2 separate regions of the Zea mays genome follow, and region 2 is linked to region 1. A link is a contact called in public Hi-C data. All regions are on one chromosome and are shown on one strand. Each heading gives the region's core, a stretch centred on a gene start, on an enhancer-like site or on the middle of the called end of the contact. The rest is flanking DNA. Distances are from core to core; before and after follow the strand shown.

The links. A called contact is a pair of places that touch in the nucleus more often than the background predicts.
Region 2: a contact with region 1 is called in a Hi-C map of ear, with 1.7 times the contacts expected there. The contact joins the promoter of LOC100272719 here to the promoter of LOC100193479 in region 1. A contact is called at or near these places in 2 of 25 Hi-C or Micro-C datasets (bundle sheath and ear).

What each region holds. Positions count from the first base shown.
Region 1 is chr5:193,383,001-193,386,193 of Zm-B73-REFERENCE-NAM-5.0, reverse strand. It overlaps LOC100193479 (Cyclin-T1-3), which reads left to right and starts at 1,758. Exons shown (of 7, transcript NM_001138594.2): 1 at 1,758-1,959.
Region 2 is chr5:193,851,120-193,854,278 of Zm-B73-REFERENCE-NAM-5.0, reverse strand. LOC100272719 reads right to left here and starts at 1,743. Exons shown (of 4, transcript NM_001147172.1): 1 at 1,630-1,743; 2 at 1,371-1,486.

The DNA of each region.
Region 1 (3,193 bases), core at 509-3,008:
TCAACCATCTTATAATCATGAAAGCTCTCCATGATATACAGGTCACTGCCAGCATCTGATGCACCATACTTAGTAGTAAGTGCATCCCACAACTGTTTCCCGTCTGTGTACTGCATATTCGCATCAACCAGACGGTCAACAAGGGCGCTAAGAACGGCTCCCGTGAACATAGTATTGGCATGGTCGTACTCTTTCTCCTGTTCAGGAGTCAGTGGACCCTCAGGTCTGCCTTTACTAACATGGAAGACATTCATAGCAGTAAGCCAGAGCGTGGCCTTGACTTGCCATCTCTTAAAGTGCATACCATTAAACTTTTCTGGCTTCAGCGCGTCGGCAAAAGCAGCCATAGAAAAACTAGGAAATTGTCTACAATAAGGTTTTTGGAATGTTGAATAATTAGACAAATTCCAAATTAAATTCCGAATATAAATCATGACCAAATCAGAAGAACTGAAATAAAAGCCAAATCAGATGATGCGTACTGATTAGACTTACTGATTGTTGGCGCGCGCCAGGATCAGATGGGTTGACGAGGTCAGCAGATCACGAGCAGTCGCGTGAAGACGCTTCCCAAAAACCTTATTCGCCCTCTCCCGGTGCAGGATCTAGAAGACGAAGGGTTCCGGAGACCTGCTCTCCTGATCGCAGATGCACCTCTGCGGTCGGGACGAAGGGAACTAAAAGGCGGCTCAGCTATGAAGAGAGGCGAAAGCGAACTGGGATCTGGGATGATTTGGAGGCTGGCTGCCGGGCTCCTTTTATAGGGCCGAGTCCGCGACCCCAGTGCTTATCCGCCCACGAAAATCTCGCAATCAGTTGAGATTTTATAGGGATCGGTTAGGATAAGCGTAACAGCCAAGAAACCAAAAAATCAAACGGCAAAAGGTAGCCGCGCCCCCGCAAGGCGAGGGGCCGGATTTCGGCGGACCATTCACGCGCATGTCGTGCGCCCGCGCCCTTCGCCCCGCCCCGCCCCGCCCCGGCGAGGCGAGCGAGCGCGCGCGCGTGTGGCTCTCCACACTCTCTCCTCTCATCCATGACTTGGTGAGTGAGTGTGGCTTCCATATTTAAGTTAGCTCTACTCCACAAGAGCTAGCAATATGGTGCTATTGGTTCCACCTATCCCTTTGCCATCCACTTATATGGGCTTTTGAGATTTTCCTGGGATTTATTTGAATAACTTAATTGGGCCAAGCCCATAAATCCTAACACAATCAAGTAAAGATGACTTTTTTTCTCTTCTCATCTCTCAAACTTGGTTTTAGTTTCCACTAACTTTATTCCTAAACCACGTTTATGTGTTTTAAAGTTATTTTATAGGATTACCTATTCACCGTCCTCTAGTTACTTTCAGATTCACATATCTCTTCTTCCTTTACACGCCACCTTGAACATCGACCACCTCTATTCTCTCGATTTAGAGGGACCATGGGAGATGACATTTAAGATTATATTAATCTCTTTAGAGATGATCTCGCATTGTCTCTCAACTAACCAAAAAACATACTTGTCTATTCTATTATATATATTGTACTCTTAGTCAAACACATTGAATCGGTCTATTTCTGGATCCATAGCAACCATTAGATTAGACATTCCCATAAGTTTTGATTTAGAAAAAACTCTGACGCAACATGAAAACCGGACTCAATTCGAGACACTGTACTCGAGTACTTTGGAAAAAAAAATTGACTGACGTCCGATAGACTTGGGTAGTTGGGCTTCAGAAAATATCGCGGTTTTCTTGCCGACCTGGCAACTGATCAGGTAGACCGTAGTCTAAAGTCTAAACCATCTACCCTGCGGCCTTGCTTCTGTTCTCTCGCGTCGTTCTCCCGTGCTCCCCGCGTGCGCTCTATCTGTTTCTGGTGGCGACGACTTGGCGGTCGCCGGCTCGCCGCCGCCGCCGTGCACAGTCCTTTATTTTGGGGACCTTCACCGGCGACGAGCACCCACCAGGTACGCCCACCCCTTTTCTTCCTTTCCTGCTGTGCGAAACCGAGCTCCCAAACCCAAGCTATTTCTATTTGGATCTGATCTGATTCATTTAAAGTGTGGTACACATGTATTATGCCTGCAAACTTCGATTTTTTTCGTCTTTTTGCAAAAATATCGGTTCTACATGTACACCCATGGCCTTAGCTGGGTCCGCCCCTGGTGTCAAGATTGCTAAATTTTTATTTCTGTATATAGGGTGCATACCCCAACAGGGTGAATTTGGTGGAATTTAGGCTGCTGTTTGTTGTATTTAAATAATTGCAAGTTTTGTCTTCTCAAAGCTTGTATATGTATTACTCCACCTTGTTGCTCAGCATAAGCTCTATCTTGTGCCTGCGGAATCAGCCTGTTTTACCTACCTGAAAATCATCGTAGTAACTTCCTCATGTGAGGAACTGAGGATGATGCGAGCTGAGCTTAAAGTCAAACTATTGCTATTCAACTAAAAGAGCAGGACTAGAAGGGTGCTTGACAGTGTTTGTATTGCATCTTATAATGATGCCTTAAATAGATTCGTGTTCAAATTGCTACAAGAGTCATGAGTTTTGACTTACCTTTAGGGCTTGTTTGGAAACGCAGCAATCCCCTTCAATCCATATGTTTTGGAAGGGGTTGATGTGGAAAATTAGTTCATTTTCCACTCCAATCCATATGAGGGCTTGTTCGTTTCGCCGTTAATCCATGTGGATTAGGTGGTATTGAGTCGGTTTAAATCCATAGCAAGTCAAAATTCATCCCAATCCATCCCAATACACACCAATCCACATGGAATTGAAATAACCGAACAAGGCCTGAATTGGGAGGGATTTAGTTTATCCAGACAGTGCCTTAGTAAATCAGAAATATATCTATTCGTCTTGTTTCTCAAACTATTTTTTCTTTACTGTCCCTGAAAAGCTTTAAACAGTATGTTCTGTTTACTGAACCATGAGTGGAGGGCATGCATGGGCTTGCAGAATGTGCTTAGTATTTCCGACCTCGAACATAGATTGTTGTGTGTCTGAAATACCCAGGCTAGGCTGCAAGCTTTGTTTTCAAGATAGTTCCATGAGAATTACCTAACTGGTGACACCATTTTGTGAAGCAGAATGTTCTATTAGTAACCATTCACTTCAACAATATTCCATAAACACCTTGATGATCGGAAACATATTGTTTATACAGCCATATAGAGAGACTTTGCAGGCCTCAAACT
Region 2 (3,159 bases), core at 494-2,993, 470 kb before region 1:
CGATGGTTAGCTGACCCCGAACGAGCCAGCGCAGACCGGAACCCGAGGCCGACGCCACTGAATGGAGCACCCCCAAAGTTCCGTCTCCGGCGCACACCAGGGTACCTTTACACGAGAACAAACCGGTGACCTGAGGGGTGAATCGGCTAGCAAAGCTACTCACCTCGGCGCTAGCGTGAACCCGGTACAGGAGCGCCTCCGCCCTTGTTTTAAAGGCGTCGCCTAGGCGACGCCTAGGCGTCCAGGCGCCCGAAAGATCCAAGGCGTCCCCGTCGCCTAGGTAAGAAGCAGCAAGAGGGCATAGGGCAGAGGGAAAGGGAAAGGGGCGGCGCTGTTTCGGGGTGGCAACGCCGAATCGAGAGCGGCGGAGGCCAAATCCAGGGCGGCGGAGGCTGAATCGTTGGCGGCAGCGTCCAAATCGTCGGCGGCGGCGGCGAATCTGAGGCGGCGACGGCGAATCTGAGGCGGCGGCGGCTCAATCGAGGGCAGCGGCAGCTGAATGGTGGGGGAGAGAGGCAACCTAGGGTTGCCAGAGGAAGGATTATATGGGCTGGCTGGTGGGCTGGGCCTCCTACCCCTTCCTTCTCCTTTTTTCTTTTTCTTTTTTCTTTCTCTTCCTCCTCCATGAGGCTGTTTTGCTGATTCTCGGGTTGATAAGGCGTCGCCTTGCTCGCCTTAGGCATCGCCTAGGCGTCTAGGCGGTGGTCCGGCACCTTATCTCGCCTTACCGCCTTAAGAACCATGCCCTCCGCCTTTGACCGATGAGGACGGCGAGATCGCGTCCCGTTCCAGCAAAATCTCCTCTCCACCACGCGGTGCTTCCTTCTTTTCCGAAATAAAAAAACTCACAGCGAATGGTAGTTGGGGGAGTCCAACCGAGAGTCCGAGACGAACCAGCGTGGGCGGAGAAAATTGGAATTCTGCCATTATAAAACTTATTAGGATTCGCTCAAATGCCATTACGAGAACAAGCTTTGTCAATACGCCATTCTCAAACACTGACTTATACAAAATGCCATTTAGGGTTTATTTGAAAGATCAACGTCTTTTACTGTGCTGTCAGCAGTTGATCGGACAGGTTTACCCCCAACCAAAAAGGTCAGCAGCAGCACTGACTCCCCTACCCGCCCCACAAACCAAGGCTCTCCGCAGTCTGCACGGCGACGGTGGTGCAAGGGCGGCGGGCGCGCCGGGACGACGACGACGACCACGCCGCCATGACCACCACGGCCACCCGCCATCTGTCCATTGAAGCAATCAAAATCAGAACGGAAGAGCACACGTAATCACTTCCTCCCAGCGTAAATCTCAAATCAAAACAAAGCTCCGAAGAAAATAAGAACAAAGAAGAGGTCTTTCTCCCTCCTCACCTCCGTAAGCGTAGAGCGCAGGCATGTCTTCGAATTTCCCAAGACCGAAGGAACCCCTTCCCCTCCCAATCGAATCAAGACCAGAAGAACGAACAGGAGCACGGTCACCGCCGGATCTGGACCGCCGGAGAGGACCGGAAGCATTTACAGCCCGCCGAAGCAAGAAAAACAGGACCCTATCGCCGCCGGCGACAGGGGAAAAAAAGAAAGCGAAGGAAGGAGAAGGGGAACCTCTGTGGGGATAGTGGAGGAGACCGACCTGGGAGGAAAATAAAACGGCGAAGAGAAGGGAGCCGACCAACGCCGGTGAAGCTCGCCGTCGGTTTTGGCCCGCCAAGGGGAGATCTCGCCGTGGTGCTGCTGGTAACCTTTCTGTTCGTCCAGAGAGGAGATACGACTATACGAGCGAGCTCAGGAGACAGAGGATAAGAAAAGGAGAGAAGAGAATGGCGATTTTGTCCGATCAACTGCTAACAGCATAGTAAAAAATATTGATCTTTCAAATAACCCCTAAATAGTATTTTGTCTGTAAGCCAGTGTTTAAGAATGACGTATTAACGAAGCGTGTTACTATAATGGCATTTGTGCGAATCCTAAGTTTTATAATGGCATAATTCCAATTTTCTCGCGTGGGCAAGAAGGGAGAACTGATAAGGTAAGCCAGAGCTAAAGGTCCTTTGTCCGAGTCGGTTAGATGGTCTCAGTATCACGGGAAAATATCCTATGCAATCACTTATCCTGGTACAAGCATGCAATCAAGCGATCTGGTGCATCCGATCTAGATCTAATGGTAACTGTTATTTTACATTTAACCCCTTCCACCTGAAACCTAGTGTCTATTTTACATTTAACCACTTCCATATGAAACCGTTGGATCTAGACTGGATGCTCTGGATAGTTTGATTGCACGCTTGCACTAAAATGAGTGATTGCACAGGATACGTCCTCCAGTATCACTCCTCAAGTCTTGAGTTTATTCTCCGTGGGAGCGAATTTCAACCTGTGATTAAAAAAAATCTTCTTGTCTGTTCTATAGGTTGTCTTACCCGTAGGTCGAGTTTTTTTATAAGGTAGGCCAAAGCGGTTGAAGGTGCACACCGATTGTGAGCGGTGAGGGTGGCCGGTTTGACCGGTGGAGACGCGGGAGACAGGTGGGGCCCAAGAGCGCAGGATGGAAGGAGAGAGGCTACGTGTGTTGGCGTGCAGGCGGTGACCGGTGGGCGACGGCGACCATGATGTGGAGTAGAGATATCGAGTAGATACCGAGAATTTTCCATGTAGGGCTAGTTTGGAAACCACAAAATTGAAAGAACTTGGAGGGGTTAAAATTATCTTTTTATTCAATTTTAAATAAGAAGATTCTAGCCCATTCAATTCCCTTTGATTTTCTCGCTCCCAAACTATCCCTTAGGGTTAGAGTATGGGACAAGAATTGTCCCCATAGGTATAAATAGGAAACAAAATTCTCACTCATTGGATAAGCGGATATGGATTTAGGAAGCAATCATCCGAACCGGCTTAGCCATGGGTAATATTCACCCGATAAAATTAGGTGTGCGGTCTAATAGGTAATAAGCGCCACAACAAACCCAACCTCTTCCAATATTTTTAAGCATCCATTCACTCAACCTAGGCAACCAGCCACCGGCCGTTTCGGGCACCAGTCCGTGTGTCACTTTGTGTTTTGCTTTTTTATGGTTAAACAATGTTTTTTCGTGTTACTTGCCAGATTTATTAGTGATGTATTGTTGTTGATTGTCGTGCGACTGTTAATGTCATATCTCTATCT